Linked DNA regions of Mus musculus: all the other regions are linked to region 3. A link is a contact called in public Hi-C and promoter capture Hi-C data. All regions are on one chromosome and are shown on one strand. The core of a region is the stretch at or near the end of the contact, and the rest is flanking DNA. Distances in the headings are between cores, read along the strand shown.

Region 1 (3,636 bases), core at 74-2,573, 1.2 Mb after region 3:
ACATTGAAAACAAATCGACCAAGTTCTCCCCAAAGTAGGCAGTGTTCCTTTTCACAAGTCCGTTTTTACACAGAGAAGAATATAGGTCTTCGGGCAGCTACAAGAGTCTTACCCAACCTTCCCAAGAGAATTCCACACTCTGTCTTAATTAGGAATCTCAGTTTCTTCAATTCTCTCAGCTCGCTCCCAATCGACTTAAGGTCCTCGGCTCTCGCTCTACCAGTACAACTCTTTTTCTTAGGCTCCCGCCAGGACGTCCGCCACTAGGCCTCCTCTGCACTCATGCCCGGCTCCCGCCACTGCTTCCGCTCTTAGTAAACAAAGAAGCACATGGGCCCAGATTCCAGCCGCCTCACAGCCCAGGATTCCTCCGCCCGAGACGGGTGGCCGAGCGGGGATTGGCCAGAACGCCAAAGGGCCATTCGGGTCCACCACACTGCCACCTTTCGCCACCGGGCGCTTAGCCTCCCAATTCTAGGCACGCCCCTACCTACTGCAGCTATCTCCGAGGCCACCGCGCGGAAGGACACTGTTTACACACGACAGTCCCAAGATCGGGTAGCGCCACTTCCGCCCGCCTCTACTTCCGCTTGGAGGGCGGCCGAAAACAACCAATCGCGGCGCGTAGCGGTCTGGCAAGCCCCGCCTCTGGACTTCGGCCAGTCTCCAGTGGACGCGGGAATTCGCTAGCGCCCCGAGCAGCAGAGGCTGGCCCAGTAACCTAGTCCCTTGGGTCACGTATTGAATGCATTGAACCAAGTCACCCGGTCTCTACCGAGCGCGCCCCTCCTTTGTGGACTCCACTGGGTTCTCTCCATAACACAAACACATCACCTTTTCCAAGGAGGATTGCTTCCTCCATCCTTGACGCCCACTGCTTATTGCAGGCGCAGTTCGCCTGTCCTCGGAGTCACAGATCCCGGCTCACTCCCCCTCCCCCGCCCGACCCCAAGACTCCAGCACCCCTCAACAGGTGCAGGTAGAAGTTTCCCTCCGAGGACGCCGCCCCCAGCCCTATAGATCTTCACCTTTTTCGATCGCGTAGTCCTTAAGCGCCATCGCTGCCGGGGACGGTGTGGCAGGACTTGAAGGGCTCAAAAATCTCTCTCTGGGGAAGCAGAAAACGAACGCGCGGCGGGACGTAGCCGGCCAACCGAAATTGGCGCGAAACGTCGTCACCCATGTGACCCGTGCGGCTGAGAACCCGCCAATCAGATAGGGGGTTCCCAACTGCTGCCAGCCCCTAACTTTAACCAATCAATGGACGAGTCTAGATTGAATGACAAGGGGCTTGAGGGCGGGCCGTTGAAAGATTGCCAGATCCTGGCGGGTTGGACACCCTGTTTCCCGCGGTTCGAAATTAATGCTCGCGAGTGTGTGTGTGGGAGGAGTGTTTCTTAAAGCGCCAGCCTCCGTGCGGCCTTTTGTTCCGCGTCCACAAGGCGGGGTGGGTTCAACTTTCACCGTGTTCTCGTCTATCCTCCAGAACCGCCATGATTTCCCAGTTCTTCATTCTGTCTTCCAAGGGGGATCCGCTCATCTATAAAGACTGTATCCTTTGACCCGGGAGACGGGGTAGGGTAGCTGGGTAGAAATCGAATCCAGATCAGTCTGTGTCGCCTGTTCCTTAACTATCTTTCCACCTGGCTAGTCCGCGGGGACAGTGGTGGTCGTGATGTGGCAGAGCTCTTCTACCGGAAGCTGACGGGACTGCCTGGAGGCGAGTCCCCGGTTGTCATGGTAACTACTGTGGTTGGTGTGCAGGGCCTTAGAACTGTGGAGGTGGGTGAGTGCCTCCTCCCTGTCAAGGGCAGCTTGGTAGGAAGCTTGGGGGCGGGGGTGTGTGTGTGGGGAGGATTTGTTTATAAATGTTTTGAGTACTAACAAGAAGCCAGTTACAGAGCCATGCACCCTATTTTTTGACTATCAACAACTTTGAGAGGTAGATACTACCTTTCCACGTTAGGCGGCCAGGTCTTAGATCTGGGGCATCGCCCATCACTAGTAGACCTCAGGGTGCCATCTTGCAGGTTTCCTTACTACAATTCTGGTCTTTTCTTAATGGCCTCTGTCCTCAACTCTGCCTCAGTATCACGGTGATCGTCATTTTATTCACATCAGACACAGTGGGCTCTATTTGGTGGCCACAACCTTAGAAAACGTCTCTCCTTTCAGCCTTCTGGAGCTGCTTTCCCGGTGAGTAGAGTTGGGACAGGCACTTAAGAAGGAGGGCGTGTGAGGTTTATTCACACATAATTTGCTGTGTTTCCTTAGGCTAGCCACTCTCTTGGGTGACTACTGTGGCTCACTCAATGAGGGAACCATCTCACGCAATGTGGCGCTTGTCTACGAACTCCTGGATGAAGTGCTGGTAAAGCCCAAAAACTTTGGTCTTTTTAAGTTTATTTATTCACGTGTGTGTGTGTGTGTGTGTGTGTATTTGCCCACATCACTGCACATGTGTGGAGATCAGGTATCTTCTACTTGTTGTAGAATCTGCTAAATCCAATATAGATCCACCATAACTCAAGCACTAGGTCAATGCAGATGACAAAAAGGTATTGTAATCAAGCCAGTACTGATCAGTCAGGGCTGTAGAACAGACTCCTGAACTTGCCTAGCAGTTAAAGGCTGACACCACAAAGTGGAGGGGAGTGGGGTGAGCTGTAGCACTGTCCAATCATATTTTGACATAAGGGGTTGAGCAAGGGAACTTTGACCAATCAGATTAGGAGTAGTTTTCTGGGCTTGAGAACACGAGCTTAGTTGATCTTGCCAGCAAGATGGAGAAGTTGTCCTTGAGGTGTCTGAACTCAAACAGCTGTTCTCTTACCAGCTGTCCCTAAGATGGCGGGACTCAGACAACTGTACAAGTTGTTCCTAAGATGTCTGGACTCAGCTGGGCAGTGGTGGCACACGCTTTTAATCCCAGCACTCGGGAGGCAGAGGCAGGTGGATTTCTGAGTTTGAGGCCAGCCTGGTCTACAAAGTGAGTTCCAGGACAGCCAGGGCTACACGGAGAAACCCTTGTCTTGGGGAAAAAAAAAAAAAGATGTCTGGACTCAGGCAACTATTTACAACAGAAGCCGTTCAGCTATTGGGAAGTCCTCAGCTCCCCCAGAGCCTGGGATCTTGAATTTAGCTTCTCCTTATGATTAAATGGAGTCTAAAAATGAAATGATTTTATTTAAAATAAGTTTCTTTTGCGTGTTCCCAACCAACATACTGTCTAGGTCCCTGGGATTGAACTAAGGTTGGCTTGCTTGATAGCAAGCACCAGCAGAGCTATCTCACAGGATGTCTGTCTGTCTCCCTGGCTCCGTTTCTCCACCTGTGTGTCCTTCTCTTTCCTGTTGGACAATATCGGGTATTGGTCCTGACCTTCTACCTTGTTCAAGACAGAGTCCTTTGCTGGTCATGGTGGTGCGTGCCTTTAATATACCAGCATCCAGAGGCAGATGGATCAGTTTGATTTTTGAGGCATTCCCAGTCGACATAGTGAGTTGGAGGCCAGCCAGGGTTACATGAGACCTTGTCTCAAAATAAAAATAGAAGCCAGCCATAGTGGTGCACCCAGGATGCTGAGGCAGGTGAATGAATCTCTTGAGTTCAAGGCCAGCCTGATCTACAGAATGA
Region 2 (3,422 bases), core at 296-2,795, 1.8 Mb before region 3:
TGCCTTCAGAGACCAAAAGAGGGCGCTAGAGCGTCTTTGACCTTTTGAACTGGAGTTAGTAATGGTTGAGAGCCATTGCATGTGGATGCTGGAATCCAACTCAGGTCTTCTGCAAGAGCAGTATGTGTTAACCTTAAGCCATCCCTTTAGGCCCATCTTTTTTAATAGTACATTTATTTTTATTTTAAATTATGTGTATGGGGGGGGTATGTATACAGGGTTGCAAGAATCTACTGCTCTGGAGTCACAGGCGATTGTGATCCTCCAACACAAAAACTGTGAATCAGACCCAGAATCTCTGGAAGAACTCTTAATTGCATGCGGAGTCACTTCTCCAGCCCCATGAGCTTAATACATATGTTTTCTAACATAGCTTTATTTATTTATTGTTATAGGGATTTGCTATTCAGCCTGTAAGACTGTAGCCCAGGTTAGTCACAAACTCACTTAGGACCGTCCAGCTTCAAAAACCTGCATCACTTAGTTGCACTATATACACACACACATATATATATATACACACACATATATATGAATGAATATAGTCTTTTACATATGTACATACAGAAAACCTTCTTTATTATTCTTCCGTTTATTTTACTTTCAAGATTTATTTTTAAATTGTGTATGTGTGCACACGTGGTGGGGGATGTTACGTGCACGTGAGTACGTGCACCTGAGGAGGCAAGAGGAATGGGAACTCCTGGAGCTGCAGCCGGAGGCAGGTTCCAGCTACCCGATGTGGGAGCTAAGAATTGAACTTGGGTCCTCTGAACGAGTACAAGATCTTAGCCCCTGAGTCTGCTCTGCGGCTCTTCCTCCACATATTTTTAAAGAAAGTTCTTCATTATCCTTCCCTGTAGTCCTTAAAAAACAGGCTGTTAATCTCCATTTCTCAATTACAGTGATGCCGCGTCGGGGAAGGTTGGGGTCCTAGTCGCCCCAATGCGGAACTTCAGTTTGGAGAGGGCCTGAGTTACTTCCCGCCCAGTACAGCTCCACCCGCGCATCCCCGGGCGTGGCCGAGCGCGGCCCCTTTAAGAAGGGGGGCGGAGCGCGAGTGGAAAGACAAAGCCCCTGGCCGCGCGCTCCCCCTCCCCCCTCCGGCGCAGCACACGGACAGTGAGTGCCCGGATGTCGGTGTCGCCGTCGGTGACAGATGGCGCAATGTCTGTATCAGTGACAGGGCTTTTTGCTCTGACCTCTTTGAGTCTTCCGCTTTTCGTCCTCCCCCTCCTACTGCTGTCCCATTACTTTTGAAGTCCGCCACTGGAGGCCCGCACGCCCGTCCCCGGCTCTTACATAACGTGACCTTTCACCTTTTCAGACTGCCCTCTGCTGCGCTGCAACTCAACTTCGCGGCTGGAGCCCAGGGGGCGGGACTCGACCTCGGAGCGGCAGCCTCTCTGAGCCAATAGGCTGCGAAGGCCGACGAGCCCTCCGCCTATCGGAGCCTCCGCCCCAGGGCGCCACGGAGAAGCAAGTTAGTCTGTGCGCTGGCCCGGCAGCGGGGGGGAGGAAGGGAATCTCCCGCCATTTTTCAATAATTTCCTCCCGTGCCCGCTGGAGAGGAGTCGTGACTGGCGGCCGCCGCGGCGGAGATCGGCGTGAGGTGAAAGGCGCCGGAAGGGGCGAGGAGAATCTCTCCGTTTTCTCCCCTCGAGGCGTCCCCCTGGCTTCCATGGCCGTGGCGCGGTCCCGCCAGCTCTGAGGGAAGCCGGAGTTCGCGCCGCCCTCTCACCCCTCCCCTCCCCCATCGCCCCGGGAGCCAGGCGCCTCGCTCGCTCGCTCGCCCCGGGGCTGCCGGGGCCTAGCGCTGCGCAGCAGAGCGGCCGAGCCTTCGGCGCTCCGTCCCCTGCCGGCGCCGCCGCGATGGCGCCGCTGCTGGGCCGCAAGCCCTTCCCGCTGGTGAAACCGCTGCCCGGAGAGGAGCCGCTCTTCACCATCCCGCACACTCAGGAGGCCTTCCGCACCCGGGAGTATCCTTTCTCCGCGCGCGGTGTGGACGCTCGGCCGCGGCTGCGCAGGGCGAGGGATGGAGATGGCGAGATGCGAATGGGCCGCGCGCGGCTCGCGGGGCAGCTGTCACCGCACGGGGCCGTCCGCGGGCCGTGATGCCCGGGGCCCTGCTTTACCCGGGCTTGGGAGCTCCGCGGCGAGATCCCTCCGGGCCGTCTCCAGCCGTCCTTCCCGGAACCGCGCGCCTCCATCCCTTTTCCCCTTACTTTGTCCCCGGGGCCTCGGTGGTGATCGCAACACCAATCCCCTCCTCCCCAACTTGGCTTCGGGCCCTAAATGACTAGGGAGGGTAGCCGGGTTCCCTTTGCGCATTTTATTTCTCTCTCCTTTCATAGAAATGAAACCGTCAAGTTTAAGTTTTTGAAATTGTACCGGCGCAGCCGCGTGATCCGGCTTGTGCAAGCCTCTACTGCGTCTTGAGTGGGCTGTGCGGGGACACTGATGTGGCTTGTGGGTTTTGTTTTTCTCCTCCGGAGTGGACTTTAGGCCAGGGATGAACTGACAGAACCGTAAATCACAAAACCTGGCATTAACTTTTTACCCACTGAAGATGGGAAGGAGCAGAAAGGTACATTGATGGTTCTGGTGGCCATTTATTTCCTAGAGAACACAGAAGTTTGACACTTAGAAGTTTCATTTTTCCGTCTTTTTTTTTTTTTTTTTTTTTTTGAGGGAGCGCTTCATGTAGCACCGGCTGGCCTCGAACTCAGAGAGGCTGGACACTGCATTCCCGATCCTGTCTGTCTGTCTGCCTGTCTCTCTGTCTCTCAATCTCTCTCTCTCTCTCTCTCTCTCTCTCTCTCTCTCTCTCTCTCTGGTACGTGAAACTGGTGTTTTAGAATACAAAGTCAGCATTTCCAATCATTACTTTAAGATTTCTTGACCAAGCATAGCCTCTTAGTTAAAAGTTGTAGTACTTCCCCCCCCCCCCCCCCCGCCCCCGGTAGGGGGAATGTTGAATCTTTTAAGGCTTATTTGTTTTTTAAAAAGCTAAGTTTCCTTACCAAACTTGCCTGTCCTGCTATCTTTACCACCCCTTTTCCTTTGGAAAGATTAGGTAAGAGCAGGAAGGATTCAAGTGAAGTATTTCAGTTTGCTCTTGGCCTTTGCCTCTTTCCTGCTTTGTTTTTTGTTGTTTCATTTTTAATTGTCTTGTAACCTAGGTTGATGTCTAAGGTAGGTGTTGGAAGCTAAGTGTGACGTTTTCCTTCCTAACTTCCCAAGTGATGGAATTGCCGATCACCTGTGTAGATTTAATAAAATGTTCTGAATATTTAGGATACTTTTACTCCCCTTCCTTTCCTCAATATTTGGGGAATTTACCGTAGGGCCCTGCACTATTAGTAAGCTCCATCCTGGGCCCTCTGGTTTTTTATTTTGAGTCAGGGCATCATTAAAATTGC
Region 3 (3,928 bases), core at 1,075-3,574:
ACAGGGGCTGCTAAGATGGCTTGGTGCTTAAGGGAACCTGCTGCTGAACTCAGCAACCTGAGTAACCAGAATTTCAACTCTGGAAGGAGAAAACGAACTCCTGTAAGTTAATTTCTGATCTCCACAGGCAAGCGTGTGCAGGAATGAACAGACACACATATGCATGCACACAAAATGAGGAAATTAAAAACACAATAAAGATGCAATTCCCATCTGCGCTCATTGGCATCATCTGCAGTTACGGGTGACAAGGAGCTTCACGGCACTGTCTCGCTCCTCCTCCCTAACCCCCATCTCACCTGTGTCTGCATCATCATCAAACTGAGGTAGCCTCTTGCCCAGCTGGGGGAGGCCGGCATGGGGGTCATCCTGGAAGTTGTCATTCTCCAATGCCTCCAGCTGTCGGTTGATCCGCCGCTGCCTGGCTGCCCTGTCCAGCACCCGCCGCTGTCCAGGGTCCTGGGAGCGAACTAGATGGGGCAAAGAGAGTTACCGGGGTCAAGACAGGAGGAAAGTTGCACTGCCGTTGCCTAGAGCCCCAGTCTCCTCGCCTCGGCCCCTTCATTATGCTGTGAGGAATTCCCAGATCTTCACCCTGCTTTCTTCCAGCTTGGCAAGCTTGTTTCGGCCCTTTATGCTGCCTCTAAGTCCTCCCAGTCCCAGCAATAACTGGAGACACAATAAATTGCAGCTGGAGAGAGGGCTCAGTGGTTAACAGCGCTCCCTGCTCTTGCAGAGTGCTACAGCTGTTTCCAGGACCCAGGACCAGCAGCCATGAGGGTGGCTCACAACTTTCTGTAATTCCAACTGCCTCTTTTGTCCTTCATGGATACCTACACTCACCTGCACAGAGCAGCACACATACACAAATTAAAATAAAGAGCGCCTTTGAGAATTGACACAGTATTGACTTCTGGCCTCCATATTCTCAAGACCTGTGATTCAGTAGGGCAAAATCCAGTGTACATTTCTAGAATGTTCCTTCAGCCTGAGACGCATGCCTGTGCCCTGTGACTGCACCGACTACCTTCCTTGGACTAAAAGTCTCCCCAGTGTGGCTCCCAGATGTCCCCCTATCTTGTTGGATATATTTCCTATCCCGACATTTTGTCTCCTCTCTTGCTCTCGAGGCTGCTTCTGCCTGTCCTTTTTCTTTAATTGATAGCGCTCTTTGGCCTGTCCCTTTCTCACCCCCACAACCTTCAATAGGATCTCAGGAAGCCCAGGCTGGCCTGGGATGACCTCCTGTGCACAGCCACACCAGGCTTATGTGATGCTGGGGATGGAGCAAGAGTTTTGGGCATGCTGGACAACACCCTATCAGCAGGGGCTCATCTCTGACCTCTTTTTCTTGTATTTCTATCTTTCTTCAAAAAGTGCATTTATTCTGAGTGTTTCTGTGCACATGTAGGTGTTGCAGTACACGTGCAGAGATCAGAGGACACTGTATGGAAGCCTTTTCTCCTATCATGTGGATCCTGGGGACTGAACTCAAGTAGTCAGGCTTGGCAGCAAGCAACTTTACCTACTGCATGCACCATCTCACCTGCCCATTCCTGGTGCTGGGTTTCCCATAACATGCCAGTCTCAAACCAGAACTCCCCCAAACCACAGACTTCAGGACTACAGGACACCAAGAGGCTGAGGTCCAGCCTAATTTACATAGGCAGCCTAGGCTACATTAAAAAAAGAGAGAAAGGAAGGAATGAAGTGTGTATGTTCGTGTGTGTGTGTGCACGTGTTTGTGTAGTACCCAAAGCCAAGCCCTTTGATTTCCTAAGTTTCTCTGTTCCCTCCATCCAACATCCAGAAGCTGGAGGAAAGTGGGGCGATGGTGGCGCACGCCTTTAATCCCAGCAGTGTAGAGGCAGAGGCAGGCAGATCTCTGTGAGTTCCAAGCCAGCCTAATCTACAGAGCTAGTTCCAGGACAGCCAAGGGTACGCACCCTGTCTCGAAGAAAAAAACAAAAAACAAAAAAAAAACAAAAGCAAAACAATCCAGAAGCCGAGGTGAGTACCACTGCTCATAGCACCCGGGCTTTGGAGAGACAACACATCCTCTCCATCCCCAACGTCTGCTGAAGCAAGCAGTCACAAAACACGAATTAATGGTTCCGAGACTGCCCCAACACTGAGCGAAGGTAATTGACGTGAAAAGCTAGGCGGGGAGATGTTAGGCTGAATTTGAACTTGGGAAGCACAAAAGGGCGAACCACTCAAGGCTCACATACCGGCGGGTTTCTTCTCCACCATTGGCGCAACACAGTTGACAGAAGAGCCTACTGCGCACGCGTACTAACCACCGACCCTTGCTCTGAGCACACCCCTTCCGGTGGCGTGCACACATACGCGTGCGCAGTCTTTCCCCTCCCGCTTGAAGTCATTACGTGATGTTCCCTTGGAGATCAGCAAGCTTTCGCTTTCCGCCATCTTTGATAGGGGCAAACCTAATTCCGGTCGCATTGTGGTTACCCAAAAAAAAAAATCTGAGAGCCGCCTGCAAATGGTCACTTTTTAAAAACTGGCGTGGGTGGTCTTTAGGGGAGCGCTCTTGTCCCTGTGCCCTTTGCATCCCCGGTGCGTGTCCCCGCGCTGCGGGACAGGATAGGCAGGTTCGGTGGCTTTGTTGAACCCAGACCCACGAGGATGTCCGCGCGATCCCGCCTCCGGCTTCCCGGCCCCTCCGGGCCCGTCGCCCCCGCCGCGCGCCACCCCAGGCCTTGCTGTCCTGTGTTCCTCCGGGTCAGACTTGTGGTCAAGACCCGCCCCCGCGTCGCCTGGACCCTCCTCAAAAGGTCACTTCCCCTCCCGGGGGGATTCGGTTGCTCCGGTGTGAGTCAGGCAGTGCCCAGGACCGGACCCTCGGCTCCTCCCCACCCTCCAGCCCGCGCCCGCGGGACAATCCTTGCCTTGTCTCGCCGTCTGCATCTCGGGTTTTCGGTGGCCTCGGGTTACGCCTTTTTTCCAGGGCGGAGTCCCGAGCACAGCTCCTCCTCTCAGCGGGCTCGGTTTCCCCTTTTCCCAGAATCTTCCCGGGGCGTCGGAATCCAGGCGCTCAGCTCAGCGCCGGTGCGGGCCTGGGTGTAGCCTAAGCGTGCTGCTAGCCATGGCTGCGGCAGGCCCGGAACCCCGGCTTTTGCTCCTGCTCCTGCTGCTGCTGCCGCCGCTGCCCCCCGTAACTTCTGCCTCCGATCGACCCCGGGGCGCCAATGCTGTCAACCCAGGTGAGAACCCGGGCGGCCAGTGGGCAGGGTCGACACGTCCGCCAGCCTGGAAGGGAGTGTCCAGCCTTCCCAGTGCATTAGCCTCTCATGCAGAACTTGGGGTTCCAGGCTCCCCAGACAGACAGGAACACCCCAGCCCCCATTCGTGTATGTTACTCTCACCCGACTCTTCTGGAGATCAAATGTGCTGAAAGAACTTTAGTGAAGTAATATGGAGGTGTGTGTGTGTGTGTGTGTGTCGGGGGTGATACAGAGGGATAAACACGTGGGACACTAAGCCGTGTCTTAAGTGCCAGTTCTCTGGCTATGACAGACAAATTGCTGGTGATCACTGTGGCTACGGCAGAGACAGAGGGGTACCGGCGTTTTCTGCAGTCTGCGGAGTTCTTTAACTACACTGTACGGGTGAGTGGGGGGACCCATGGGAGAAATTCCAGCGGGAGAGGGCAGGGGTCGTGGGGGTTGGTCCTGTTTCCTCATCTTGGCCAGCTGAACCTCTTCCGCTGCGTGGGGGTGGGATCTTTCCTGCAGACCCTGGGCCTGGGACAGGAGTGGCGAGGGGGTGATGTGGCTCGAACAGTTGGTGGAGGCCAGAAGGTCAGGTGGCTCAAGAAGGAAATGGAGAAATATGCAGATCAGAAAGACATGATCATCATGTTTGTGGACAGGTAAGGAGGGCTGGGGTGGAAAGAGTGGGAAACTGG

What was found. Hi-C and Micro-C count contacts between places; a contact is called where the count stands out from the background. Capture Hi-C pulls out chosen DNA fragments and counts their contacts.
Region 1: a Hi-C map of CD8 T cells shows a contact between it and region 3, with 3 times the contacts expected there. The contact joins the promoter of Ap4m1 here to the promoter of Znhit1 in region 3. A contact is called at or near these places in 3 of 39 promoter capture datasets (3T3-L1-derived adipocytes, liver and pre-B cells), 3 of 484 Hi-C or Micro-C datasets (CD8 T cells, erythroblasts and regulatory T cells), 1 of 115 datasets of contacts at active chromatin or transcription factors (astrocytes) and 1 of 9 other capture datasets (liver).
Region 2: a promoter capture Hi-C map of liver shows a contact between it and region 3, with 2.2 times the contacts expected there. The contact joins the promoter of Baz1b here to the promoter of Znhit1 in region 3. A contact is called at or near these places in 2 of 39 promoter capture datasets (liver and pre-B cells) and 1 of 9 other capture datasets (liver).

Annotation. Positions count from the first base shown.
Region 1 is chr5:138,170,698-138,174,333 of GRCm38.p6, forward strand. It overlaps Ap4m1 (adaptor-related protein complex AP-4, mu 1), which reads left to right and starts at 1,324. Exons shown (of 15, transcript NM_021392.4): 1 at 1,324-1,551; 2 at 1,652-1,740; 3 at 2,090-2,196; 4 at 2,275-2,371. The coding sequence starts at 1,494. It overlaps Mcm7 (minichromosome maintenance complex component 7), which reads right to left and starts at 1,186. Exons shown (of 15, transcript NM_008568.3): 1 at 1,029-1,186. The coding sequence starts at 1,059.
Region 2 is chr5:135,185,778-135,189,199 of GRCm38.p6, forward strand. It overlaps Baz1b (bromodomain adjacent to zinc finger domain, 1B), which reads left to right and starts at 1,546. Exons shown (of 19, transcript NM_011714.2): 1 at 1,546-1,979. The coding sequence starts at 1,873.
Region 3 is chr5:136,984,580-136,988,507 of GRCm38.p6, forward strand. Znhit1 (zinc finger, HIT domain containing 1) reads right to left here and starts at 2,325. Exons shown (of 5, transcript NM_001310747.1): 1 at 2,232-2,325; 2 at 300-470. The coding sequence starts at 2,253. Plod3 (procollagen-lysine, 2-oxoglutarate 5-dioxygenase 3) reads left to right here and starts at 2,440. Exons shown (of 19, transcript NM_011962.3): 1 at 2,440-3,224; 2 at 3,538-3,629; 3 at 3,756-3,892. The coding sequence starts at 3,107.